Linked DNA regions of Mus musculus: region 1 is linked to region 2. Evidence: chromatin contacts called from public Micro-C data. All regions are on one chromosome and are shown on one strand. The core of a region is the stretch at or near the end of the contact, and the rest is flanking DNA. Distances in the headings are between cores, read along the strand shown. Region 1 holds the start of Slc9a9 (solute carrier family 9 (sodium/hydrogen exchanger), member 9). Region 2 has its middle 17 kb from the start of Gm39404.

Evidence for each region. A called contact is a pair of places that touch in the nucleus more often than the background predicts.
Region 1: a Micro-C map of muscle stem cells shows a contact between it and region 2, with 2.9 times the contacts expected there. The contact joins the promoter of Slc9a9 here to the enhancer-like site in region 2. A contact is called at or near these places in 1 of 484 Hi-C or Micro-C datasets (muscle stem cells), 1 of 115 datasets of contacts at active chromatin or transcription factors (embryonic stem cells) and 2 of 9 other capture datasets (adipose tissue and pancreatic islet).

What each region holds. Positions count from the first base shown.
Region 1 is chr9:94,668,502-94,672,023 of GRCm38.p6, forward strand. Slc9a9 (solute carrier family 9 (sodium/hydrogen exchanger), member 9) reads left to right here and starts at 1,391. Exons shown (of 16, transcript NM_177909.5): 1 at 1,391-1,735. The coding sequence starts at 1,561.
Region 2 is chr9:94,566,437-94,569,536 of GRCm38.p6, forward strand. No RefSeq gene overlaps it. Among named protein-coding and RNA genes, the nearest start is that of Gm39404, 17 kb to the right of the region's middle. Within about 2 kb of position 1,490, at least 15 of the 459 cell types and tissues checked have an H3K27ac peak or open chromatin away from gene starts, as enhancers often do. A contact at or near this core is called in muscle stem cells, where this site is marked.

The DNA.
Region 1 (3,522 bases), core at 141-2,640, 100 kb after region 2:
AACAGCAAGCTTAAAGCTTTTGAAAAGCTTGTAGAGTCAGGCAAACAATCTCCTGCTCCTTCTCACCCACTTCCTGGGTCTCTTCACAGGAAGAGGGAAAGAGATGTGGTAAGACAATCGAAGAGCAAGTCTGCCTTAAAAGCAGCAAAACCAGGAAGTTCTCTCGTTTTTGAATTTGCATTATCTTGTAAATCTAACGACTCACCTGTGGGTTTTTGAATACGGAAGGTGAGGCTGCTGGCAAATGCTTGCAAGCAATAGCTGACAGGCTTCAAGACAACTCCAGTATTAGTCATCACAGAGATGCGTGCCAAAAGGGACCATGGGTAAAAACATCTGCTGTGCACACAGATGCCCCCTGCTGAGCCAAGCACACAGAGAAAACCAACTCCAGCTCGGAGTTGCATAAGCAAAGAGGCTGAGGCACTGGAGTGCTTGATGCTCTCCCAGAGTGGGAAATTAGCTTTCCGATGGGTAGTTACCTTCCAGTGTCTATGTAGCTCAGGGAGACCTTGAATTCACAGCGATCCTCTTGCCTCAGCTTCCTGAACGCTAGAGTTACAGGTCTGTAAGACCATAATATTATTATGTGTTTGTCTCAAAGCCTTTAGTGTCATATTTTTTTCAGGGTGCCTTACAATACAGAAATGGAATTCTAATTCTATCAGAATAGAAGCCAGACATTAACACTCGTCCATTTTACCATGTGGTGAGATGTGGGGGTCTCCACAGCAGACCTGGCTGCATGGTGACTGATTGGTAAAGACAAGGAAATCTTGATGTTTGCCTAGGAAGCAGAAGAACTGGAGGTACCAGTCTTAAACACCTCCCTCTCCCTTTTCTCCCTCCCTCCCTTCTTCCCTCCATCCTCCACCTTCTCTATCTCTCTTCCTTTTTTTCTTCAACAAATTTAAATAGCACCGTTAAAGGACTGGGGCTAGACTTTTCTTTTTGATTATTTTAGTTGACCGGCAATTATAAAAAGTCAGAGAATCGTGCACTGGATCTGTGCCTCTCAACTTCAGAAATAGTCCTGTGAAATCATACCTGTCAATCCTCCCCTGGGAGGCTGTGGTGGGAGGGGAGAAACCTGAGTAGGTGAAGTTAAGGGTCTGGACTTGCCCTTTTGAATCTGAAAACTATTGATGTGCCGGGTTGAACTGTCTTACTATCAATGTACAATTTGCCAGTTGCATACAGACTAAGAAATCATGCTGGAAACAGGAGGGCCACGAGTCTGGACATCAGCATCTTGCTGGCAGATTTGACCAGTGTGGAAGATCTCTTTCCAGAGTGAATCATTTAAAGACAGAATCTTTTATGATGAAACCACCCTCTGGAGTTTGAAAAGAGACGGGGCTGCTTTAAGAGAGAAACAGGAAGTTGTAACGAGAAGCCGGTCTGAATGCTAAGCCATCTGAATTGCTTGCGAAGTAGCAACAAAGTAGCAGCGTTTATTCTGAAATTCTGTGGGCGCCAGTCTATCCTAGGCAACCCTCATCTAAGGGCTCATCCCTTGTCCAGGGATTTCTCTGAGCATCACAGTCGGTCGAGTGGAGAATGGCTGGGCAGCTTCGGTTTACGTCAGGGAAGGATGAAGATCATTTTCAACACCAGGGAGCAGTGGAGCTACTCGCGTTTAATTTTTTGCTCATCCTTACCATTTTAACAATCTGGTTATTTAAAAATCACCGATTCCGCTTCTTGCATGAGACTGGAGGGGCGATGGTGTATGGTGAGTGTGTAAATGGTGGGGTAGATGTGTAACTTGTTGCCTGGGCGTAGTAATTAGAGACTTGTGCTCAGATGGCAAAGTGCAGAAAGTGAGGGGAACATGCTGATTGAAGTGTCATTAGCTCAGCGAGAGGTGCCGCAGTGTTAGGGATGCTAACCTCTTTCCAGAGGAGCGGCAGAAATTCCGCCTGACCACAGAGCAGCTGTCACAGTGACAGGCTCTGAGGCAGCACAGTATGTGAGTCTGTTGACAGCTGCAGTCCTTTGTCATGCGGGGAGTCATGGAGCGCTAGTCATGGTAGTAGGTTGTGGTGGCAATGCAGTCAGTCAGCGCAGCCTCTTCCACAGGCAGCCAGAGGAGCCAGGCAAAGTTAAGGGAATGGCTTCAGACTGCATGGAGGAAATACCCTTTCAACTATTTTCAAGAAGAAATACTCGTAGAAACAGACCCCACCCTTGTAATGGGAATAATTGTGTCCAAATCCTTTTTCATCCTGTGAACACTATTTTAGCTTCTGATAATAAAAGTGTTAAACCAAGAATTTCCTATTTAACATTTTCCATTGCTTAGCCTGATTTAATATGGTCTTGTTTATAATACTTATTTGTGTTCTCACACCACACACACACTTCTCTCTCTCTCTCTCTCTCTCTCTCTCTCTCTCTCTCTCTCTCTCTCTCTCCCTCTCCCTCTCTCTCCTCTCTCTCTCCCTCTCTCTCTCCCTCTCTCTCCCCCTTTCTCTCTCTCTCATTTTAGACAGGTCTCACTCTATAGACAAGGTTGGCCTCAGACTCACAGTGATCTTCCTGCTTCAACCTCCTGGGTGCTGGAATAATATGTATAAGTAAGAACACCCAATTCTTTAAACTACAGAGGGGAAAAAAGGTTTTAATTTAAGGTTTAACCTCCCAAAGTGATGCTCTTTCTGTGCAAGTTACCATGGCATCCATCATTTTTGGGAAGTTTAATAAAATGTGATTATGGAGTTTGTACAGACTAGCCTGGTTTATCTAGTTTATTAAGATGAGCTACAAGGCACTAGCACTGAGCTGGTACTGAGACAAATTGTCTCACTACCAACTGACTTCATGACCCTTATCCTACCAAGTAAAAGGTAACAGCTTTGAACATAATGGGAACAGTCAAGGGCTGCCAAAACGGATAGCAAAGAACATACTTTTTGACTTCTCCTTCTTTTTGGAGGAGGCCCTTTTATATGTCTGGGCTCCAGGGAAACAAGATGAGGGCACCTTTCATGTGCTAAGCGTGTGATGGACTGATGTTAACAAGGAATGGTCCTGAAGGGAAAGCATGAGATAGCCTACCCTTGAGCCACTTGAGCTGTAGGACAGACCGTTAAGGCCATGTAGTGCAGCTTGCTTTCTCGAAGCCAATTCAGAGCTCCACTAAGTTTCTTTGTACTGAAGGTCCTACAGCACACAGCAAAACTTTTCAGGGTGGGAGAGACAGGCCAAAAGAGAAGGGCACAGCGCTTTCAGAGGCCGAGCCCTAGACGTGAGTCATTCTCCCTTTCTCCATAATCGATTTACCAGGAGCTTTCTCTATCTTGGGTAATAAATAATCAAAAAGATGCAGGGTGTAATCTGAGAAGCCAGAAACACTGTCATCCTAAGCATCAGATCAAAGGGCTGTGCATATTTTAGCGATACAACACATAGTTAAGATTAAACCCTTACTGGAAGGGAAGATTTCTCCATGTGCTTGAATTATAACAGTTTTTTTTTTTTTATCAATTTTCTTCTCTGTGGTAGGGATATTGTTTTATA
Region 2 (3,100 bases), core at 240-2,739:
CCTCCTCCTCCTCCTCCTCCTCCTCCTCCTCCTCCTCTTCTTCTTCTTCTTCTTCTTCTTCTTCTTCTTCTTCTTCTTCTTCTTCTTCTTCTTCTTCTTTTTCTATCCCTCTGAGCATCAGATGCTGTTTGGAAGGGAGGCATTTATACTAGGGTACAGATGAACTCAGTAAGTAAGTAAATAAATAAATAAATAAATAGAATTTTAGAACCATTAAATAAGAGGAGATATCCACATTAACATTTGTATGTGATAACAGTTAAAGAGTGAGACATTTCCCCCTAACATGCTTACTTCAAGCATTTATACTAGAGTACAGATGAACTCAGTAAATAAATAAATAAATAAATAGAATTTTAGAACCATTAAATAAGAGGAGATATCCACACTAACATTTGTATGTGATAACAGTTAAAGAGTGAGACATTTCCCCCTGACATGCTTACTTCAAGGGTTGAACATGCATCTCAGAACACTACTTCATCATTGGTAGGCATCTTTGAGCCATTCACAGGGTCCTGAGGATGCTAGTAGCTTCCCTTCACCCATTATCACCCCTCGAACTCTACCTACTATCTAATTTTCATTCCATTTCCTGCTTTTCTCCAAGGGATGCCCCCCAAATGGTCTTTTATTGAATATGTTGAATCATTAATTTTCACAGCACATGCAGAACTAAAACATATCCCAGTTAATGTTTACTTGAACTTGTTCAAATAAGGGTGCTGGAGCAGGCAGTGGCATTTACAGAAAAGGCCCTCAAACAACCAACACTTGGTCAATATTTATTATGCTCACTGGGTGATCTAGCTGTAAGTAGCTCATTTTAGCCATATGGTTCCTATGCAAACTTACAATGATGGAATGTTTTAGTTAAAACCTGAGAAAGCACTCTTACGATTTTAAGATAAAACTATTCATTACATATGTTTTATGTAAATATTTAGAGCTCAAATTCATTGCCAATAAGAAAACCAAATAGTATAGGTATGGACAGGCCATTCCCTGTCCCTAACTTTCTCATCTTGCAAACTCCCAACCCAGGTTCCTGGACAGACAGACATGAAACACTGGATTGATAGAAAAAATATTCTGATACAGTTCAAACACAGGAAAAACAAACAAGTGTTCTATGGCCCTGGCTGTTCTGAGTGAGCTCTCTGTCCTGAGAATTCTTGCTCCTCCCAGTAATTAAACATCTGTACCTTAGATTCATCTGCAGATTTGCCTGTGTTCTTACATATTAAATCTGAGAATAAGACCCTGGAAAGAGCATGTTTATCAGAGGCCTTAGGAAGGTCTATGCTACTGTCCCCAGTATGAATTCATGAGAAATGCTTCAGTTGATAGAAACCCAGTTCAAATCACCATCATCCATGCCTAGCACTGCTGTGTGTGCTCTAACATACCTAAGCACAAATCCCAGGACAATTCAGCCACAGAGACCTCAAGAATGAGTGAGACAGCTGCTACCGAGTGCCCTGTGACTCATCCGTTGTCTTTGTGCCTGTCCTCATAGAATGCCCAGCTGCTGAGGAAGTCCCAGATCACACATCTCAGCATCCATCAGAAAGACACTCTCTGGACACCCTAATGTGGTCAGGAAGACACGGTTATCTTGGAGCATAGAAGCATTTGTCAGAACTATAGGACTAACTGATGGATGAGGAGCAGTTATGTGAAGTTGCTCGAGGAGAGCGGCAGCTGACTTGGTACAGACAGCCACAGGTGGTCACAACAACTGCATATAAAAATTGACTTTTAGCCAACTCTTCCAAATTTATTGTGTCCACAAGCCACTAACAGCCCACACAGTCACTTTCAAACATCACCTTCAAGTCTAAAACAAAGCATTTCTAGAAATGGAAATATATTACAGGTTAAATAAAAAATAAAAATAATAAAAAGCCAAGGACACACAGTATGATAGGCAACACTCATGGACAAAGCCAGAGACTCTAGTTGCCAAGCAACAATTGGTTCTCCAACTTCTGATTCTATTGTGATTTACACTGCCTGAAGTCCTTTCATAAAAACATGCTGTGGCTAGGACAGCAGGGTGGAAAAGGGAAGGAACAAAAACGGTATTCTGAATTTGCTCATCTATCAAGTGGCTAACTGCACACATATAAAGTATCAGGGGTTGGGAACATGTCCGCCAGAGCTTGTCATTGAGACAGTCTGGACCAGGGATGGGTCCATAATGGAACTTTAACTTCTTAGACTTTGTTAGTTTTCTTTGGTTCAATCCCTCCAGAAGCAAAGGACAGTCTTTTTCTTCATCGAAGTTTTTTCTTCATCTGTGATTGAGGGCCAGTCAACAGGGTGCATCCTTCCCTGGGGAGGTTGGTGGTTGAAGGGGGGGAAACAGGAAGGGATAGTGGAGGGAAGGAAGACAGAGACAGAGACTAGTGGGGAATTAAAAAAAAAAGGTTTCTGGTTGGTAATAACACAAATAGCTTGCTGGAAAAGCTTCATAGAAATGTCCACCCCTTCTGATTGGGACCGTGATCATATACATAAGCATCAAAGAGCCGCCCCTTTATATCATTTCTCTTCCTTCATAAAAATGAGACCAGCACTCCCATTAAGAGATATCAAATATAGCCAGCCATCTCTCTGTTTAAGATATAGTCCAGCTGATGATTTTTGCTTGGGATAATTTCCTCTTTTCTGTTTAAAATATTCTCGTTCTGCATAAGAGCTAAAGTGCAGCCTTTGAAGGCTCTGGGGAATGACACCAGAAGTTCCTCCAGTAGCTGCTGTCTCTTCTAGCTCGAATGTTTTCTATCCATCATTAAAGATTTGTTCTCCTACTTGGGGACTGTGCAGCCTGACTCCTGTTTCCAAACCTTGAGGTTTGCATTTACAAGCATATACACAACATATGCATTTATTTACTAATATACAATTCTTGAGTCCTTAAAATGTTAGAACATTTCCTTTAATCCAGTACTCCTTTAGCAACCATGTCTGCTATTGATACCTTCTTATTCACTGTCCAGAAGGCTTTTTGTAAGGAGCTATTATTTTGTCAATAAGATGGATTGTAACAATAAACAACAATGCTTCCTTCATTAAAAAAAAAGTAATCACAGTC